Regions from separate parts of the Zea mays genome. Here region 1 is linked to region 2. Evidence: chromatin contacts called from public Hi-C data. All regions are on one chromosome and are shown on one strand. Each heading gives the region's core, a stretch centred on a gene start, on an enhancer-like site or on the middle of the called end of the contact. The rest is flanking DNA. Distances are from core to core; before and after follow the strand shown. Region 1 holds the start of LOC100194236. Region 2 holds the start of LOC100193721.

Region 1 (7,360 bases), core at 3,262-5,761, 500 kb before region 2:
CCCTGTTCCTGTCTGCCGCCTCCCTGCGCTTCGCCCGCCTCCTCTTTGCTTGTTCGCCGCCTCCCCTGCTCCCCCGCGGGCCGCGGCCTCGCCTCCGTCGCTAGCGTCCGTCTGTCCTGCTCGCCTCCCTCACCATAGGCCTCCTCCGCCAGGCGCTGGCTAGTGGCTAGTGCCCGCCTCCCATAATCCCCTGGCTATCATCCTCCTCTCCTCGCTTGTTTAGTTGATCTTGTGTTATTGTGGTAATATGATTATGTACATATCATTTTGTACAATATTATTATATGAATTTATGTTAGTTGTTTTGGTATTTAACTTCATGTTATTGTTTGAAATTATGATGTATTGAAAAATCTGTGATGTTTAAAATTATGTTTAAATTTCGTTTAAAAGTTAAAACTTTATCCATGAACGTTTTAACATTTTGTTGTTTTAATTACCTTAGATAGCAATACTTTCTAGTAGATGATTACCGCTGGGGGTCTTGATTTCTTAGGAAATGGTAAAACTGGCTACGCTAATCAAGCAAACATCAAACATGTATCTATTTCCAAGGTACGACAACCTTTAACCTTCTACAGTATTACTGTGCATCCGTTTATAAATATATGATATCATTAATTTTTTTAAAAAAACTTTAACCACTCGTCTTATTCAAAATATTTATTTACGTAAAATTTTAAGTCAAGCATAAACTAAACAAATAAAAAAATGATAACTTATTATTTTTTTAAATAAGGTGAGTGGTCAAATTTTTTTTTAAAATATCAACGGTGTTATATATTTATAAAAAGTACCTGGTTTTTTTGTGTTCTGCTGAGGAGTTTTTTTTTCAGACGACATGCTTCAAGCAGCAGCTGAGTGAGTCTTGGTTGATAAGATTATATGGTTGGCCCACCTGATTTGGTGCCCCTGTCCCAGTATAGTGTTTGGTTGAGGACCCAAGTAGAACGGAGCCGTTCCATCCCTGATTCTAGGAACTGAGCCGCTCTGTTCTGTGTTTGGTAATCTGGAACGGAGCGGCTCTGTTTTTTGTTTGGTTGCAGAGTGAACGGAACGGAGCGTGACTGTGAGAGCGGAATGAGAACGGAGCGGCTCCGTTCGGTTGATTTTTTTGGAGCGGAATGGTTCCGGATCTGAGGAAAATATTTTCTAATTGGAGTCATTCCGTTTTACTTACTTTGTAACCAAACAGCAACAAAACTGAAACAGAACGGCTCCATTCTACTTGGCTCTTCAACCAAACACTGCCTAAAATTGTTTCACTCGATTGATTCTGTTTGCTGTTCTTGCGGAGGGGATCACAAGTTTTACAGATGAAGAAATTCGAAAAGGACCCTTCAGTCTCCAGGTGAGCTCTGCTCCGGTCTGGATTTAACATCCACCGACTGCTGTCACCACTTCACTACATCACACTGATGGTCGTCCAATTACAAGCACTAAACCCTGCAGTATTAGGCACATCACTGCACGTGTCGGCGCAGCAGTCGTCCGCGCTGCTGTTGCTGAACACCTGGCTGACGGGCGTTGCTGAAGAGTGAAGACCTGCAGTATTTGGCACATCACACTGCACGTATCTCTAGCAAACTTCCTATTCCACAGCCTGCCACGTCTAAGTATAATCTGCCGTGCAAAAGCATGCGCGATTTGCTGAGCGAAATGACATTCCCTTTTACCACCAAGAAACACAGCCCACATTTGCAACAGAGTATTACTAGGCAGCGACAGGTCCTGGTACTTCATCAAAGGAACTTTGAATATTTGATGGAACAATTTTACAGGGGGGGTGTTGATACTAAGCTTAACTAACTCCACATAGGATGGCCAAGCGCTTCACTTCACCTCGAAGAAGTGATCCCGTCACCTGCCACGGCCTTTCGCGTCGCCTCCTCCAGCGTTTCGCCGCGCGCAGCAGCCAACGAAGTACACGAACGACTAGCCACAGCACAATTGCACATATATGAAGAAACATGGAGCAGAGAACGAACAGGTGCCTGCCAGATAAGTGTGCCGTGTCGGCTTTACCAGGATGACGAACAATATCACGTTGAAGATAGCCACCACTCGCCACTCCGTCTTCATGTACTGCGCGACACCAGCTCTAGAACAACAGTATCGCTGCCGCATCAGCATCCCGAAATGGTTTTTTGACGGTTCGGAGTTTGAGGGGGTAGTGAGGTGCCGGAGTAGCTCACTCACTTGCAAGAGCTGCAGTCGTAGCACCGGACAGAGCGCGCGTTCCTGTACAGTTTGCAGTCGGCGTTGGCGCTCGCCGGGTGATAGCTCAGATCGAAATAGGACGCGTTCAGAGCTGGGAACCCGCACCTGAAAAAACCAGAGCAATCTTGTGATGATGCCCGTGCCTGAGAGACTACGCTGACCACTAATGAAAAGAAAAGGTTGAGATGGGCATCCAGGCGCAGTACTCTGCTGGCGGGCGGCAGCAACCCGACTCCATGGGAGTGAGGTCCGCGAGCTTGTATTCTCTCGCGGTCTGCACGCGAAGTTGGGGGCTGGTAATTAAGATCTCAACGAAAGCAACGGCTGCAAAAAGGGAGCAGCTCCAGCAGAGTTGAACCAAGTGAATCATGTGAAGGACAGGACAGGACAGGAGTCACCTTGTATCTTCTCGACAGGCTATTGCAGTCATCTGTCTTCACCAGGCAGCTTTTCAGGCGAGCCCATTTCTCCGTGTCATCGAGCTGTACTTGAAAAAAAAATACACACAAATAAAATGAAGAGAGTTATGGTAGCGCGGTGGAAGAGATCTCGCGGTGGAATGAGCAAATCTATTGTATTGTACTACGGCAGAAAACATAGAAGTCTTTCGAACAAAGGGACGTGACATGACATGCCTGTTTGACAAACCAGGAGCTGTAGTCCTGGAGACGGTACTCTTTATACCTACATAGAACATTTGAAATGCTTCAGTGTATTTCTGATGCGCAGGCAGGGGCACTTTAAGACAAGAAACCAGAGTTAAACTCTCTCCTAGGATCAGAGCTTCGATGACATTTTTAAACTGTGAGGTCATGGAAAAAAAGCTCAAAACCTGTATGTAGCGGTGGGTAGATCGGTTTAGGCTACTATCCCCTATCCGTAAGTTTCCGTACTGTAGAGCTGGAACTCGCAGGGTCATGATCTTTCTATGAAAATACTAACATCCAGTCATCCACATACCTAGCCCCAGGAACAGTATGGCCACTTCCGGAGTTTGTTATGATAAACCTGCAGCAGTAGAAAACCAAGAATGAGTTCCTCACAGCTACAAACAAACTGCTGAAAAAAGGTTATTAAGGGGTTAGTTCAAAATTTGTTGCATTATATAATCTGGGCAGATTATAATCCCAAACAAACACCCCTAAGTCAGACAGTTAATTGAGAACCAGGACTTGGGAGTAATAACTCCAAAGTCCAAAATGGTACACCATCATTGCTACAAAGTGATCAGCTACAAAGGCCGTGGTGCCAATGCCATCGCGGCACAAGTTATTAAGCGGCGGGACTTACGCGAGCACCGTGAACACCATGATTGCCACCAAGACCACGAACAGCATGATCAGATACTAGGCACCCACACGTCAAGGCAACAGATGGCACTCCAAAAAGTACCAAGGAACCAAAGCGATTAAAGCTTCACTCAACCGGTTAATTGGAGGAGGAAGGATACTGTCCAGAGCAAGCAGGAGATGTTCTTCCAGGCACCAAGGAATCCGACGAGCGATCTGCAGCACAGATCGTCAGTGAGGCAGAGAGGTTAAAGCGGGGAGCGTGACAGTTCGCCGAGGTCATAATGATGCCACGGGACGGTGACGCGCACATGAGGAAGATCACTCCACCGAGGGCGATGACGGGGACGGTCAAGGTCCGCCTGCACTCGTCGTCGTGGGTGCTCATCCAGAACCCGAAGCCCACCACCAGTAGCGCCAGTATCTGTCCCAGGAACAGCGGCGCGAGAAAGTAACACCGACAAGTTATTTGCCACGAAACTACTAGTAAGCAGAGCAGAGATAGGGTGTAGTAAAATGGTGGGGGGAAGTGTACTTCAGCAAACAGCAATCAGCCGCCGGGACAGCAGGAATCGAGAATCAGCCTCGAGCGAGGCCGAACGAAAGCAGGACGGCTCCTCCGATTGGAGAAGGGAGAAGGGAGAGCAAGGAAGGATGGAGGTGGGCCGGGCTGAGACTGACCATGGTGAAGAAGTTGATCCACCTGATGACGAACGCGCTGGTGCTGCCCATCCTCGCTGCGTCCCCAAGCAACCGGATTGCTGCGCCGGCTCTCACGGGGCGGCGGCGGCGGCGGCAGCGGCTGGGAGACGAGGGCACCGGTGGAGACGGAGACTGAAGGCGGCGGCGGCGGCGGCAGCGGCAGCGGCAGTGGCTTGCGCAGAGTGTGGGACGGTTCGCGTGCGAGCTTAAAGGCAACGGTCGGAGACATCTACTAGCTAGCCAGGCACGAGCTCAGATCAGTCGCGGGGCTCGCGGCTGGAAACCTGCTCGCGCCGTCACCGAGTGTAGACGGTGACATGCGGGGTCTCTGCGTGCGGGCCCGCGGTGTCGGTGGGGAGAGGGAGGTCGACCGACCGGGGTGGCGTCGGCTGCTCAAGCCTTGTTGGACTCGGACTCGGGAGCGGTGCGAGCTGCAGAAGCTGGCAGCGGTGAGCGGCGGGCCGGGTGGAGACCGAGGGAAAAGAGGGCAAAGGGGCGTCCCGTTTGGGTCGGTTTGAACGTGGTAGGCGCGGTCGCGTCGTGCCGCTCTGCTCGAACCACCACCGTTCACGAGCGCGTTTGTTGCCGTTTCGCAGAGGGCTGGGGGGACGTGTAAATAAGGTACCGTGGGGGCGGGGTACGAACATCTTCATCTGTCACCAACAGAGCTGCGCCCTGCGTGGCTCCATCAGGGGCGCACGGACAGTGATCACATAATCGATCAATTCATGGCGATAGTAGGAATCTTCACTTTCTATATTATGGATCCTAGACTCCTTCATTTTTCTTCGCACGTAATCACACAATACTAGAATTATCCCCATAGTCAGATTCTCACAAAATCTCATCAAAAGAAAGGTTCCAAACATGCCCTATGAATAAGGCAAAATTTAGGAACAAGAAGCACCTCATCCTCTCTTCCAACATGTTCGATTGGATTTAATCTGTATCAACTTCTACTCATTCTACAGCATTTTTGTCTCTATTATTGCAGCTGAAGCAATCCAAACAGCATACTTTAATTCGAAACGAACAACCCTCCTAATTAACTTAAACATAGATGAGTCAAAATTTGGGAGAGTTTGACTGGAGTTGCTCTAAAACCCCAACATCTAAAGGGTTTGGATGTGAAAGTTTAAATCATGGTTGTTGGCTCTAAACACACATTCACATCCACCTAACCTAGTCAACACAACACACATATTTTCTTATTTTTTATACTCTATACTCAAACATAATATAGATAGTTTATGAAAAAATAGTGAAAAAACAAAAATAGATCGTGTTAGGCCTAACCCAATATGCCGCACCTAAGGCTCACGGTGACCGAGCCAGATCAACATGAGCTCAATGGGCAACGAGCTGGGTTAAATCGTGCCAAGCCATAAGCTAGCTACCCAACAAACCAAGTCCATTTGAGCATATATATACCGATAACATAATTGTCAGATCATCGACTAAAATACAGGATAAATTTTTTATTTGTTAAATTTAGAATTAGTTAAATTCAAGATTGTTGTTGTTTGATTGAAGAGTGGAGGGGTCACCGACGCAAGAACCCATCATGGTGTTGCCGTCCGCACAAGCCTGAAGTCACGAAGACCCTACTGACACTATCCTCACAAGCCAGACCTTTGTTTGTTCAGTCTAGTGCCATCAAATCGGAGAGGAGGAAAAGGTAGAGGTGACGACTAAGGTTTGGTGTCCTCCAAGCCATCTCACACGAAATGACGCGAATATTAGAATTATGTTTTCCCACTGAACATATAAAATGCACTTATGCCGGTTACATAGTAGGCAGTAGGCACGTTGAGATCTGGCAGAACAATCCGTTCGAATAGAACACAAATCGTTGTAAATGTTCAAAATGTGTTTAAACAACTATCCCTTTAAAAAAGGTCTACCTATATGATATATAGAAACCGTGCACGCATACCTAACTAGTTCAGTATATGTGCAACAAAGCGTATCACAGTAGTTTGGATACTAAAATGCAAGATCGGAATTCTCGCAAAGAAGTTGATATGGAAATAATTTCAAGTTAAGCTGTATACATACACCAAGAAAAAATAAACTCAACACATCATACAGCTACAGAAAGACATCCATATGCATCATAACATTAGGAAAGAAGAAAACGGAAGATGAATCAAATGAGAACAGGCAAGTCAAGTAGAACTGAGACTGGCAAACAAGTCGAGTGAAAATGTCAAGTGAGGTAAGATATTGTCTCATCTCATCATAGTTCTGGGCCTCCAAGCAGCCCAGCGTGCATGTCCTCAGCTAAACGGGTTAGTATCAGTGCCTACAGGAAGCACTTCCTCTACTAATCCAGGTAAGCTTACAAACGTCATCAAGGTGCCAAAACAAAGCCCTACAAGAATGGGAGAGAATTTGATATCTGTGAAGATATAGGAATACAGTCCATTTAGGTAGCTTCAGAAATAGTGGTGCCTTAGTTGGAGAACTCACCTGATGGGTTGCTATGTACAAACGTATTTGCCTGATAAGTTTCTCAAATAGAAAGAGAAGTGTTTGATGCTCCTGAATGTCGCATTCATCATTGGCAGTATACGGCCAGGTCGATCTGCGGGGGTATTGTCTTAATTTCTGTTCCAAGCTCTTGCTCAATCCTATACCTGAGAAACAAAGGGGGGAAATGATCAGGACTTGATGCAAGACTAGAGATACAGACCAGTTTATTAATGTATGCTTACAAGTTGAAACGGTCCTCATAAGTGATCAAGTTCACTGCTAAACCAAGGTGTCCATATCTCCCAGAACGGCCAACCTAGGAACATGACAGCACACAAATTTGAAATTCAGGAAGGTCATAAAGCAAACAACTAGAGAAGAAAAGATAAAAAAGGCACCCTGTGTAAATATGTCTCAGATGTCTTAGGGAAGTCAAAATTAATAACCACATTAACAGCCTGAATATCAATTCCTCTGGTAAACAGATCTGCAACAAAGAGAGCCATTATCCTCTTATAAATATACCTCCATAAATGACAATTGGACATATGTAAAAAGTAAATTACTAAATTCGAGAAACACTAATAAGATAGGAAAATGCCAGTACAGACCTGTGCACACAAGGTTTCTGCAAGCACCATTACGAAAATCATGAAATACTCGATTTCTGTGGT
Region 2 (6,646 bases), core at 2,036-4,535:
GAAAAAGAATAATAGAGTATCCTGGCATTAAGCTACAAGAAGAGATAAGAATGAGATATTTGATTAGAGGTCCTCATAGACCACAACCTGGTTTCAGTTATCCTCAAACAATCATAGGAAAAAGGGCACACCGATTTAACCCAGATTGGTTTGAAGAATATGATTGGCTAGAATACAGTGAAAAGGTGGATAAAGCTTTTTGCCTATACTGCTACTTGTTTAGAGATTGTATTGAATGACAGGCTGGAAATGATGCATTTGTAACAAAAGGATTTTCTGAATGGAATAATAAACCAAGACTAGACACTCATGTGGGAGGAGTAACTAGTCTAGTTATCATAATGCTGTTGTCAAACGATGTAACAATTTATTGAAGCCAAGTCAATCCATTGAATTTGCTCTCAAGAAGCAGCAAGACATTGCCAAAGAGGAGTACTTTATTCGTTTAAGTACTTCGATAAATGCTGTGAGATACTTGTTACACCAAGGACTAGCTTTTTGTGGCCATAATGAATCTGAAGATTCTGCAAATAGGGGCAATTTTATTGAGTTAGTGAAACTTTTGACAGAGCAAAATGAAAAGATTAAGAGGGTGGTTCTTCGAAATGCTCCTGAAAATCATCAGATGGTATCTCCAGAAATTCAAAAGGATATTGCTAATTGCTTTGCAGAGGTAAGATAGGTTTATTGCAGTTCATATTGAATTCTATTAATGATATGTAATGTAGATCTTGAATGATATGTGATGTGTTAATTGCAGGTCATAGTGAATTCTATTATTGAAGAAATTGGTGGTGATGTATTCTGTTTGCTGGTTGATGAATCCACTGATGTTTCTGATAAAGAACAAATGGCAGTGGTTTTGCGGTATGTCAGTAATTGTGGAGAACTCAAGGAAAGACTTATCGGTGTTGTCCATGTCGCTGAGACAACAACTTCATGTCTCAAGTCAAATATTGATGCTTTATTTTCTAAGTATAATTGAGTTGGAAACAAGTTAGAGGCCAAGGTTATGATGGAGCAAGCAATATGAGAGGTGAGTTCAATGGATTGAGAGCTTTGATTATGAAAGACAATGGGTCAGCATATTATGTCCACTGTTTTGCCCACCAACTTCAGTTAGTCATTGTGGCAGTAGCTAAAAAGAATGATGCTATTAGTGATTTTTTTGACATGATATCTCTTCTACTTAATGTGGCTGGAGCTTCTTGCAAAAGAAAAGACATGATACGACAAAGTCAACAAGATAGAGTAAAAAAGCAATAGGCAGTGGACAGATTAGTACTGGAACAGGATTGAACCAAGAACAATCTCTTCAAAGACCTGGAGACACACGGTGGTGCTCTCACTATAAGACTCTCAAGAGTCTTAATAGCTTGTTTCCTTCTGTTATTGAGGTTCTTGAATATGTGGAAAAGCATGGCCCAAATGACAAAAAGAGACGCCAAGCTCGTGGGCTACTAGATTATCTCAAGGATTTTGATTTTGTGTTTCATTTACACATGATGTTGATGATCCTGGGCTATGCAAATTCTCTATCACTTTGTTTACAAAGGAAGGATCAGGATATATTGGAGGCCATGACAGAGGTAAAATTAACAAAGCAAAAATTTCAACAAATTAGAGATGACGGTTGGGAATCTTTGATAAAGACAATATATTCATTTTGTGAACAGCATGATATTCCAAAGTTGGACATGGAAGAGGAGTACATTGATCGCCATAAACCAAGGAAAAAGTCAAATCGAACTAACTATCAACATTATAGATGGGATTGTTTAAACTCAGTTATTGACTTGCTACTCATTGAGTTCAATGATCGCTTTGGTGAAACAAATTCTAATTTGCTAACTTACATGGCTGCTCTTAGCCTGAAGGATTCTTTTGGCAACTTCAATTTGGAGAGCTTAATGGAATTAGCTAAGCACTATTTCGATGATTTCAGTCCAGAGCAATTGAAGGATCTTGCTCATGAACTTCCAATTTACATTGACAATATACAAGCTGATGAAAGATTCTCTAATCTGAATACTATTACTGAACTTGCTAAATTGATGGTGGGCACAAAGAAGCATCTTGCTTTTCCTCTGGTCTACGTCTTCTAAAGCTAGCACTTGTTTTGCCGGTTGCTACTGCATCTGTTGAAAGGTGCTTCTCTGCAATGAAAATTGTGAAGACGATACTACGTAATCGCATTGGTAATCAGTTTATGAATGACTGTATCATTTGCTTTGTTGAGCCTGCCATGATAGCTACAATTTCCGATGCTGTTATAATTGATCGCTTTCAAAAGATGAAGAATCGCCCGCAGAATGCTTCTATGAGAGGTAAATCTTGACTTTGTTTAAATAATGTTATTTTGACTTAATATTACATTATATGGTAGTACATATTGAATTGAAATTGGAACATTTTTTACACATCAATTGCACTGTGACATCATTAGTAAAAAATTCTACATCCGCCCCTGGTGAAGGACTATTCTAGTTGCGTGACAGCATCTCAAAACAGTTAAAATATCGCTGCCATTAATGTGTGTCAGCATCTGAAAGTTGTGATTTGTCTTTTTACAGTCCAACTTGTTCCACTTGTTGTGATGATTGAACATCGGCCTCAAGCAACTGGATATTTTGTATGCGCAATGAGGTGGTCTCCAAAGCATAAACGTTCAGAATGGCAGCACCGATAAAACTAAGGTCTCATGAAGGATCAATATATTATGATATTTAGGGTGTATTTATTTCTCGCTTAAATTATATAAGCTAGATTATGATGGAAGAGTATAAAGATAAAATATCATTTTATAATCACAAATAAGCTGAAATAAGCTATCCAACGTTAGCTTATTCAGGTTATTTAAAGTCTCAAAGTGATATTTTATCTTTATATCTTTACGCTATAATTCAGCTTATATAATCTAGAAGAAAAATAAATAAGACCTTAGTATGACCTATTTTTTTTCCTAGCCTTGTGCAAAAACAATGTAGAGCCTTGTGCAAGAACAATGTAGCTCATAGCACGGCTGCGTCTGTACATAGCACAAGTTTTTTTTAAAAAAAAGAAGATAATGAATCGTTATAGAATGAACGAAACCATTTGCTAAACTATGAACGAGACTGTGTATATACATAGCACGACTGCGTATGTACGTAGCACGGTGGGTCTTGGTCTTGGCTGTTTAGAATTGACCTTGCGTGGACAAATTCCAAGTCTTCACTCGTTTTTGATTCGTTAGCGTTCCCTTCACAGGTCACAGCTTTCTATTTACGAGGTGAGGTCCCTACGCATTTGCAGCCATCTTCTCTCCTTCCTGCACCGTCGAGCATCCTTCCATTCCCATACCTCGTGTCGTGAGAGGAGAGCATAGCAGAGCAGAACGTCCTTCCATTTCCATACCTCAGGAAGGCAGCTCAATCCGCTGCGATGGATGACGCTTTGCTCTCGGCCTTTCTGCAATCCCTTTACCAGGTCATGGTGTACCTTCTGAAGGAGGAGCAGTCTGAACGCCATCTCGAGGAAGGGAGGAAGCAATTAGTCTCTAAGCTGGGCATGATCCAAGCTGCCCTCGGGACCGCCGAGAAGAAGACGCAGCTGTCCGCGTCGGAGGAGGCGTTCTTCGCCAGCCTGAAAGACGTCAGCTACCAAGGGTCGGAGGCGCTGGACGAGTACTGCTACGAGGTCCAGCGCCGCAAGGTGATCCGTCCCGCCACCCGTCTGCGTAACAGCACCGTAACTACCGTCTTGAATCCTTCACGCGCGATGTTTAGGCATAATATGGAGAACAAGTTCAAGGATTTTGCCGACAGGATTGATGGCATCAGAAATATACAAGAGATGCTCCTGGACCTCCAAGCGCAGAATGGTCAGCCATGTGATGGTGGCGGGAACGAGCGGACCTCCTTGCTTCCTCCGACCGTGGTGTGCGGTAGACACGGCGATGAGGAGAAGATCGTAGAGATGCTTCTTCGACCTGACCCGAAGCCCGGCAATGTCGTGGCGGTCTTGCCGATCGTGGGGGAGGCCTACATCGGGAAGACAACCGTGGCTCAGCTGGTCCTCAAGGCCGAGCGTGTGGCGAAGCACTTCGAGCTGAAGCTGTGGGTTCATGTGACACATCAGTTCAGCATAGAAAGGATCTTTTCATCTATCATAGAATCCATACAGTGCTCTCAATTTCAAAGCCATAGCCTCAACACCCTCCACACGAGCCTGGACCGGCTGCTGCGAGGGAGAAGGTACCTCCTCGTCCTGGACGACTACTGGAACGAGAGCTGGGAGGACTGGGACATGCTCAAGCGTTCGTTCCTCAGCGGTGCTCCAGGAAGCAAGATCATAGTGACGACGAGGAGCGAGAATGTTGCTGGGCTTGTTCGTACGTTAGGCCCGCACAGGTTGCAGCGTCTGGAAGAAGAGGACTGCTTGTCATTGTTCAGCCAGTGCGCCCAAGGCACGGAGCATCATGCACATGTCCCAGACGACACAAGGTACTTCTCAAATCCTCACTACAACTTTACTTTATTTTGTAGCTTTAGATCTTTATAATTGAATTTCATTCTAATAATTATAATTTAGGCATGAGTCGATTAAGCTATTATAATTTTAGACTAATATATTTGTTTATACCATTGTTGTCAGATGAGAGAGAGTATATTTATGTGCTATATTTTTAATATAGAGAAGCGAGCCGAAGAATGTGTTATAAATTGTAGAGTAAATATAGTCTGAAGATATATAAAATCGGTTTCCATCTCTCCACAACGTATTTTTGAGATAGGCTTACATTTAAACTTTAAAAAGTGGTAAAATGTTAAATTCTAAACTAATAGCCTACTCTATTAAAATTAAAGGGTCCAAACGGCCCCTAAACGCATTTTGGGTAGAACAATAAGACAATGTTTGTTTTGGCAGACTGAAGGAAGAAGTTCTACGCAAGTGCAGGGGTGTACCCTTCATAGCAGCAAGCTTGGGATACACCATTAGACTGCGCCAGGAGAACGACAGAAGCAAGTGGGCAGATATTTTGCGGGAGGAGAAATGGGACTCCAGCACCAGCCATTTCAACAGAGCCCTACGGCTGAGCTACGTGCAGCTGGATTACCATCTCAAGCCCTGCTTCGCGTACAGCTCCATCATCCCGCATAAGTTCCAGTTCGAGAAGGAATGGCTCATCAGGCACTGGATGGCTCAGGGCTTCATACCTGACGCCGGCAGCGACGATACAGTCGAGGACACCGGAAGAGCCTACTTCAAGTCTTTAGTCAGCCAGTCCTTCTTCCAGATAGCGCACGTCGACCGCACCGGGGAAGAGCACAGGTACGTCCTGTCAGAGATGATGCACGACCTCGCCTCGAATGTCTCGGGCGCGGACTGCGGATGCTACCTGATGGGACGACAGCGCTACAGCGTTCCAGTGAGAGTCCGGCATTTGACGGTCGTCTTCTGTAAGGATGCGAGCCAAGACATGTTCCAGGTGATCTCCTGTGGCGAGTCCCTGCACACGTTGATAGCTCTGGGTGGTTCCAAGGATGTGGATCTGAAGATCCCTGACGACATCGATAAGAGGTACACAAGGCTACGAGCTTTAGATCTGAGTAACTTTGGTGTGACTGCTCTGCCTAGATCGATAGGGAAGCTGAAGCATCTCCGGTGCCTCCAGCTTCAAGGCACCAGGATCAGATGCTTACCCGAGTCGATCTGTGAGCTGTACAATCTTCAGACGCTGGGGCTCAGGAACTGCTATGAGCTGGAAGAGTTGCCACACGATCTGAAGAGCCTTTGCAAGCTAAGGCACATCGATCTGCTAATGGCTCCTGATGATCCTCGCCACAAAGTCTGCAGCTTGAGATGCATGCCCAAGGATATAGGGTTGCTGACGAACCTTCAAACCCTGTCAAGATTCGTCGTAAGCGAGAGGTCTGTCGTCCACCCTCACAGAGGTGGGATAGGGGAGCTGGCCGATCTGAACGACCTCCGTGGGGAGCTTCTCATTTCAAACATGCATCTCGTTAAGGACGTGCAGGAAGCCACGCAGGCGCAGCTGAGTTCCAAGCGGTTCCTCCAGAAGCTGGAGCTCTCGTGGGACAACCAAGAAGAAGCTACGCAACCTTCCAAGAAGATCCTCCAAAAGCTGAAGCTTTCCCCTAGCAGCAACGAGATTGAAGAAGCCGAGGCAATAGTAGATCGCCTAAAGGCACCCACCAGCATCAAGGAGCTCACCATCTCGGGTTACACCGGCATGGCATGCCCTAGCTGGCTTGGTTCTGCAGGCTACGCGGACCTGGTCACTGTGAGCCTCTGCGATTTCAAGAGGTGTGACACTCTCCCTTGCCTTGGATTACTGTCCCATCTGGAAAATCTCCATCTTAAAGGCTGGGATAGCTTGGTCTCCATCAGTTGCCGTGAGTTTTGCGGTGACTGTTTCGGGGAAAGTGGAGTACGCCGGAGCTTCCGATCACTGAAGAAGCTGCATTTTGAGGGGATGACCAGACTGCAGCGTTGGGAAGGGGACGGGGATGGGAGATGCGCTCTGTCTAGTCTTCTCGAGCTTGTTCTTGAGAACTGCTGCATGCTGGAACAAGTGACTCACAGCCTTCCGTCGCTGGCCAAGATCACAGTGACAGGGTCAGTCAGTTTCCGTGGCCTCCGG

The links. A called contact is a pair of places that touch in the nucleus more often than the background predicts.
Region 1: a contact with region 2 is called in a Hi-C map of leaf, with 8 times the contacts expected there. The contact joins the promoter of LOC100194236 here to the promoter of LOC100193721 in region 2. A contact is called at or near these places in 2 of 25 Hi-C or Micro-C datasets (ear and leaf).

The regions. Positions count from the first base shown.
Region 1 is chr1:231,414,590-231,421,949 of Zm-B73-REFERENCE-NAM-5.0, reverse strand. LOC100194236 reads right to left here and starts at 4,511. Exons shown (of 11, transcript NM_001367049.1): 1 at 4,191-4,511; 2 at 3,821-3,933; 3 at 3,671-3,725; 4 at 3,511-3,566; 5 at 3,181-3,228; 6 at 2,856-2,904; 7 at 2,619-2,702; 8 at 2,427-2,494; 9 at 2,200-2,325; 10 at 2,026-2,101; 11 at 1,653-1,935. The coding sequence starts at 4,241. The coding sequence ends at 1,861. It also overlaps the pseudogene LOC100283799.
Region 2 is chr1:230,910,330-230,916,975 of Zm-B73-REFERENCE-NAM-5.0, reverse strand. LOC100193721 reads left to right here and starts at 3,285. Exons shown (of 2, transcript NM_001358872.1): 1 at 3,285-4,484; 2 at 4,909-6,646. The coding sequence starts at 3,424. It also overlaps the pseudogene LOC109942127.